2 separate regions of the Macaca fascicularis genome follow, and region 1 is linked to region 2. The links are chromatin contacts, called in public Hi-C maps. All regions are on one chromosome and are shown on one strand. Each heading gives the region's core, a stretch centred on a gene start, on an enhancer-like site or on the middle of the called end of the contact. The rest is flanking DNA. Distances are from core to core; before and after follow the strand shown. Region 1 holds the start of ATP1B3 (ATPase Na+/K+ transporting subunit beta 3). Region 2 holds the start of RNF7 (ring finger protein 7).

Region 1 (3,667 bases), core at 1,111-3,610, 130 kb after region 2:
AGAGTTCAAAACCAGCCTGGCCAACATGGTGAAACCCCATCTCTACTAAAAAATACAAAAATTAGCTGGACGTGGTGGCTTGCGTCTGTAATCCCAACTACTTGGGAGGGTGAAGCAGGAGAATTGCTTGAACCCGGGAGGCGGAGGTTGCAGTGAGCCAAGATCCGAGCCACTGCACTCCAACCTGGGACAAGAGCAAGACTCCGTCTCAAAAAATAAATAAATAAACACATACAAACTACAAATCCTTGACAGCAGCCAATCTGTTTGAAACACTATTTCATAATATTCTTCTTTACCACTTTTTCTTTGTGTGCCAGGTAATTAGTTATCAAAGCACGCTTATTATTAGCACACACACATACATGCACACACATAATGTAAATGAAGTGGACAGGTTTTGTTTCATTCTAAATATCTTCCATTTTACCTGAATGTAAAAGCCTGTTATGAACTCTACCAGTATTTTAGGTCTCCTCTAACCTGTAGTTATATTTGTAATGAGTTGAAAATAGTTAACTACTGCCATGTTTTGTTTTTGTTTTTGTTTTTTGTTTTTTTTTTTTGAGGCGGAGTTTCACTCTATCGCCCATGCTGGAGTACAGTGGCGGAATCTCGGCTCACTGGCTCACTGCAAGCTCCGCCTCCCGGGTTCACGCCTTTCTCCTGCCTCAGCCTCCCGAGCCACCCGGACTATAGGCGCCAGCCACCACCCCCGGCTAATTTTTTTTGTATTTTTAGTAGAGAGGGGGTTTCACCGTGTTAGCCAGGATGGTCTCGATCTCCTGACCTCGTGATCCGCCTGCCTCGGCCTCCCAAAGTGCTGGGATTATAGGCGTGAGCCACCGCGCCCGGCAACTACTTCCATTCTTTAGTTCTTTCAATCTTGCCTATGATTTAAAGAAGTGCATTCCAGTCTGCTTGCATGGTGCTTTGCTATTTCTAATACTGATTTCATGCCAAACTCTCCAAAATGCTTCTACAAATCTTTTGGTGTCATTAGCTCAAAAGGTAAATGGATTTTGGTTATTTTCAATGTCATAATTATAAATTTAGCTTCTCAAGCGTGAAAAAAAGCACTTCATAGTAATGTATTTTACCACTTTTCCATTTGTGGGAGATATAATTCATTATTTCTTGCTTTGGTAAGAAAAATGAGGAAAAAGAAAAATTTATCCATTTGCAGGCTGTTTAAACTTCCAGAGAGATTATAATTCATCATTCCAAACAATAAGCTGGCTGTTACATTTCTCCATAATTTTTATTTGCTAATAAAACGGAGGCAGCGCTTTTTTTCTAAAGATAAAATAAAATAAAAATAAATAAAAACAACAACAGACCCCCCCCCGCCCCACCCCGTACCTTCTGTGCAAATTCCTATTAAGTCATTCATCCTGTCAGTGAGTCTGAGGGCCCCGTACTCGTCAGCTCCATCTTGCGGAGGAAAACGCTATCGGCACCCTCAGCTCCGCCCAAGGGCCGCGATCTCTACAGGGGAGATGAAAAGCCGGCGACGCTACACAGGCGTGGACCCTCCACGAGTGTCCATTTCCTGTGGGTTAAGAGTGGGAGCGTCTGGGCAAAAGCTGGGAGCTTTCAGTTGCCAGGGCCCTTGGGAAAGCACGTATTTAGATTTCATTGATAAATTCAAGTGAATCCGGAGAAAAATTATACTCCATTCACTGGCATATTTAGAACGGAATTCCCATTGACCCGAGGCTCCCGGTTGAATCCTTTAAAGGAGCCAAGCGAGGACGTTCTCGGAACAGCAGTGCACCGTGTACACGGTGGGAGCCCCGCGCGATCGCCCGCAGAGCGTCCTGTAGGAACGTCACAGAGCCCAGAGAGCGTCCTGTAGGAACGTCACAGAGCCCAGAGAACGCCTGGGGACGGTCGGGGAGGCAGTTCGGGGAGGGGACGGTTAAGTTCCCTCGAAGAGGACGCCGCGGGCCGACTGGAGTCTTTTTCGTGCTCTCCGCGCCCGCCCGCCGCGGGTAGCATCTTCTCAGCGCCCCGGCGCCCAGGAACGCCCAGGAAACCCAGTCCTCCTCCTAAGCAACCTGCGGCGCGGGGACGCCCGCCTTTGCTATTGTTCTAAAAGTGCGTGCGACTAAACCTTCAGATTTTTAGACGTACTTCTCGCTTCCTCTGACCCGGGCTGAGGGAGCCCCCGAGGCTACTGCGGGGCGGGGCCGGGGCCGGGGCCGGGGCGGGGTGGGGCGTCCTAGCCGCCTCAGGCAGCGCCCCGGCCGCGGGCGGGAGGCGGCAGCGGCGCGGGCCGAGCGGCGCGAGGATTGGCTGCGGCAGGCGGAGACGTCAGGCTCCCGCGGCCCAAGCGGCCGCCCGGCGCGGCGCGGCGCAGTCGGCTCGAGTACTCCCAGTAACGAGGAGGTGTTCTCGGCCGTCCCACCCTCCCCTGCTGTCTCCGGGTTGCGCCGCCGGAGCCGGGACGCGCCTCCGCTGCCCTCGCCGCCTCCATCCCCGCGGCCGCAGCTCCCCTCGCCGTCCGCGCGCGCACCATGACGAAGAACGAGAAGAAGTCCCTCAACCAGAGCCTGGCGGAGTGGAAGCTCTTCATCTACAACCCGACCACCGGAGAGTTCCTGGGGCGCACCGCCAAGAGCTGGGGTGAGCGGGCGGCAGCTGGGCGTCCGGGGCCGGCCTCGGTCCCGCGGGCGCCAGGCGCGGTCGGGTGGGAACGGAAAGGCGGGAGGCGGCTCCCCACGCCGGGGCCCCAGACCGCTCGACCCTAACCCGGGCGGCGGCGGCGCAGTGCGGCCCCATTCATTGCTCTCCGGGCCGGCCGGACTGGCCGTCGCTCGCTCCCGAAGCAGCGGGGCCCTCGGGCAGCCCGGCCTGGCCGCGCCGGTTCCTGCCTCCCTGCCGGGAGCAGGGCGCACGTGCTGCCCGGGCCTCCCGCCCGGCGCGGCGCCGGAAGCCGGGGACCCCTGCCCAGAGCCGGGCCCCGAGCGTGCGGGAGCCGAGCCTCCGGGCCTCCTTTGTACGGAGCGCTCCGACCCGAGAGGCCCTGGCGGAGGCGCCCGGCCCGCTGAGCGGTTCGGTGAAGCCAGACCCTGCCCCACTCCAGGGGAGAGGAAATTTCCACTCCCGCCGCTATCTTGTGACTCGTCCACGCTGCCACCCCGACCGGTCGGAAGAGTGCGACAGAGTGTTAAGTGTGGGTGTGGGTTCCTTAAACGTGTAGCGGTGAGTTAATCACAGAAGTACATTGTACGAGAAAATGCACTTGAATTTGGACAGTGAAAAGGTCCATAAAAAGGTTGTTTCCTCCCGGATTCCTTTTTAATTACAGAGATTTTCTTCCTTACAAATTTGCTCCTTTGAGGAATGTAAATCCTGTCTGAACAACACAGGTTTTTGTTTTTGTTTTTTTTTCCTGTGTCTTCAAAACAGGAGAGTGATGGTTGTATGTCAGCAGCTTTTTTCTATGCGTGAGCTCTTTGTTTTAAAGTATTTAAACCATCTACCATGTAGAGTTGCTTTAGGGTGCCTTTTTTTTTCCTAAAATTGTATCAATATCTGAATGCAGGCTAGAGCTTTTTTTTTTTTTTTTTTTTTTTTTGGCCTTTATACTTAAGTAAACTAATTTTACCTTTTTAAAATCTTTTTGAAACATCTTTTGTTAGTGTGTCTTGAAAGACCATTT
Region 2 (3,615 bases), core at 637-3,136:
ACCGCAGCCGACACCTCTCTCCAGATTTCATGGCTCAGCAAGGGCACATACCATTCCTCCAGCAAAGCCATCCTTCTCCCTTTTCACCATTTCATCCTTTTGTCTTTCAAACTTCTCACCAACTGGGTGCGTTTTATCCTTCTCTTTGTTAGATACCTAGCATTTACAGCCATCTCTAGGCAGATGTGTGGTCGTTCAGTAAGAAGGGAACACATGTTTTGTGTGCTCACTCCAATGGGTGTCTGGCTTATAAAGTTGGTGTGGTCCAATTCCTGTCTGCCACCACCATTGTGCTCTGCTCTGCCCAACAGCTCAGAGAGGTTTGCTCTCTCCACTGGCCCTGAAGGCCCTGAAGGCCTCCCATGTTCCCCCAGTTCAAACTTCACCTCTCCCATGAGGCTTTCCCTCACTGCATCCTGCACCCTCACAGCCCTTAACACACCACTCAACAAATACACATTTCCATCTAACCGAATGTGACCCTGCGTCCATATTTATGTTTCTATAGATTAATGCATTCTTGTTTCCCCTGCCAGGTTCCATTGGCCTGGTTACCTTTTGCCCAGGTATCAGGAGATGAGGGGATGGCGAGAGGCTCAGAATCCAAACTTGACAGAGTAGGTGTCCACCACTAGGTGACGGTGGGATCAGGCATCTCCTTAGGCTGTCTGTGCTTCTGCTTTCTTTTCAGTGGAGATGCCTGCTTTCTTGGAAACACATGTGATGGTGGGCTAGCAGTAGAAGCACTACTGTAATAACAATGTGATCTTTGTCATTTCACTTCTTCGGACCTCATTAGTCCTACATATAAAAAGAGGAAGTTAAACTAGCTCAAATGTACTGAGCAGAAGGAATGGAGACTCTGCAGATGAGGAAGCAGGGCCTGAAAAATACGTGTGGGTTGTGTCGCCACACACCGGGACTCCTGGGATCCTGACCTCTTTTAGGGGTCAAAAGAGGGCAAACTAGTTGCCTAACAATATTTAGAGCTATTTCTCTCTTTTCACTCTCATTCTACGAGTGTACACGGGAGTTTCTAGAAATTACATGGTATGTGAAGTTATCCCTCTAATGATAACCTCTAATGAGGTTATTACTGTGATTTTTAATGAATACATTTAAAAATATGTTTTAATTTCTTAAAAAGAAACATTAATCTCTATGTACGTGTGTATACATATACAGGAAATGTATGAATATTCATTATACATGAATGTACATATATTCATTGTATATATGTATATATATTCATACATATGTGTGTGTGTATATATATATTTATACATTTCCTACATAAATAAAAGCTCTTTAAGGGACTAATAATTTTTAAGTGAAAAGGAGTCCTGAGACCAAAAAGTCTGAGAATCACTGAGCCAGATTTCTAGATCTTTAAGATCATTAATTCACTCAAGAAATAATTGTGCCTCTTGTGGCCAGGCATTTTGTAGATACCGAGGACAATGTGGTGATAAGAACATGTTCCCTGCTCTGATAGAGTTTTACACTTGGGAGGGAAGAGACAAACAAGTAAATTAACAAGATTATTTCTGAGAGCAGTAGTTTTAATGAAGCCATAAAGCAGGACACACATTCCAGCACAATCTGTGCGCCTGCTCAGACGTAACACCCCGCAGCGCCGCAGGCGGATTCGGCAGCGTAGCCCCGAGCAGCCCCAAGCCCGCTCGGTCGCCCCAGGAGGGCGGGGGCGGGGCCTGCCTGCCCCCTCGCCGCTGGCGTCCGGTGACGTCACTGGGCCGCGCCAGCCAATCGTGGGTGGCCGGGGTCTGGGCACCACGGTGGCCTGCGGCCTGCGGGCGGCGCTGTGGCCCGTCGGGCGGCCCGGCAGAGCCGCCCTAGCCTCCCGCCTACCCCAAGCCAACGTCTCCGCCGTCGGCTCCGCGGCGCCGCCATGGCCGACGTGGAAGACGGAGAGGAAACCTGCGCCCTGGCGTCTCACTCCGGGAGCTCAGGCTCCAAGTCGGGAGGCGACAAGATGTTCTCCCTCAAGAAGTGGAACGCGGTGGCCATGTGGAGCTGGGACGTTGAGTGCGATACGTGCGCCATCTGCAGGGTCCAGGTGATGGGTAAGCGCTGCACGCAAGGCCGGGGCCGCGCTGCGGCCTCCGGGAGCCGACTTCGGGATTGGGACGGGACGGGCGCCCGCCAGAAGCCTTGGAAAGTCCCCTGCCTTGGGGAGTGGGTGGAGGTCGCCCTGCCCGGGCGCCGGAGGAACGCGGAGCCACGATCCTGTTGCGGCTCCTGAGGGCTGAGGGGTTGTGCAACAGGCGCCCGGCGCCGGGTGGTTGGTGTTCTAGGGAGAGAAATGGGCAATAAACGGAGGTAAACAAGGTAATTTCAGGTAGTGATGGGTGTGACCAGGAAAATAAAACCGGGTGATTGTTGGGAACTAGCAGGAAACACTTCGGTTTGTGTGGCCAGCCCCTGTTCTAAAAGCTCATCGCAAGGTGGACAGAGTAAAGGCCGTGATTCAGCAGTGAACTTTAATAGTCTTGGTCACCATCAAAGTGATGCTCCGGAGTCATCTTCCACAAAACGACACCCTTAGTTCTCCTCGAGGTACACAGGGAAGTGTTCACAGCCATTGCATTTCCGGATTAGCTTACCGCCGCTCTTCGAATGGCTTTTAAATCTGGATTGATCTAAGACGGGTCAGATAGCACTAGCGTGGCTTGAAGGGGACAGTGTGGTTCAAGAATATCTAAGTTTCATGGAAGCCGAAGAATTGTAAGCCCTTTTTTCAGAAATGTAGAACTTCACCTCCATTACACCCCCCTCTCCATATCGGATGTCATTTCCTGGAGAAGATACTGCCCTGCTCTGAGTCATGCCTTTGTGGAGAACCCTCTTACAAATATGTCCTCTTTCTGTGATATTTGGAGTTAAAATATTAGACCAAGCAAAATGTTTCAGAACAGCTTAATCTTGTTATATTTTATATGGTTCTAAGATCTCAGACCACTTTGAAAAGCAAGTGCTGTTTAAATGCAAGTTGTATTTTCAGATAGGGCATTTAAAATTACTGTGAGAGCATCTTCAGTGGAGTTCTTTATTGAGGGTAGTTAAAGAAAACAGACATTTCTGTAGGTTGAAAACTGACTTGTCTTGAAAAATGAGAGAATTGGAGAACATAAAGAGAATTGCTGTCCTTGAGGGGGGATGAGACTTTAAACCTACCAGAATCAAGAGATTTCTCAATTTATGCTCTTTTGTCTTTTATTCTAAGGGCTTGTTTCAAAGAGGATTTACAACAATTGGATTCAGATATTTTTACCTTTTACTTTTGAAAGACCTTGTTATTAGACATGACCCACTTATTTTATATGGATCACTTGAGCCCAAGAGTTTGAGACCTGCCTAGGCAACATCGCAAGACCCTATCTCTACAATTAAAAATTAAAATAAAGTGACCAGGCATGGTGGCCTCCAGCTACTCAGGAGGCTGAGGTGGGAGGATCCCTTGAGCCCAGGAGGTCGAGGCTACAGTGAGCCTTTTTCCTGCCACTGCCACGATACTCTAGCTTGGGTGACAGAATGAGACCCTGTCTCAAAAACAAACAAACAAAACATATTAGGCTTTAAAAGTATCTAGTTTAT

The links. Hi-C and Micro-C count contacts between places; a contact is called where the count stands out from the background.
Region 1: a contact with region 2 is called in a Hi-C map of liver, with 2.5 times the contacts expected there. The contact joins the promoter of ATP1B3 here to the promoter of RNF7 in region 2. A contact is called at or near these places in 2 of 2 Hi-C or Micro-C datasets (liver and skeletal muscle).

What each region holds. Positions count from the first base shown.
Region 1 is chr2:44,696,369-44,700,035 of T2T-MFA8v1.1, forward strand. It overlaps ATP1B3 (ATPase Na+/K+ transporting subunit beta 3), which reads left to right and starts at 2,361. Exons shown (of 7, transcript XM_074031213.1): 1 at 2,361-2,628. LOC107128805 (a long non-coding RNA gene) reads right to left here and starts at 2,183. Exons shown (of 2, transcript XR_012430766.1): 1 at 1,363-2,183.
Region 2 is chr2:44,566,579-44,570,193 of T2T-MFA8v1.1, forward strand. RNF7 (ring finger protein 7) reads left to right here and starts at 1,887. Exons shown (of 3, transcript XM_005545967.4): 1 at 1,887-2,077. The coding sequence starts at 1,910.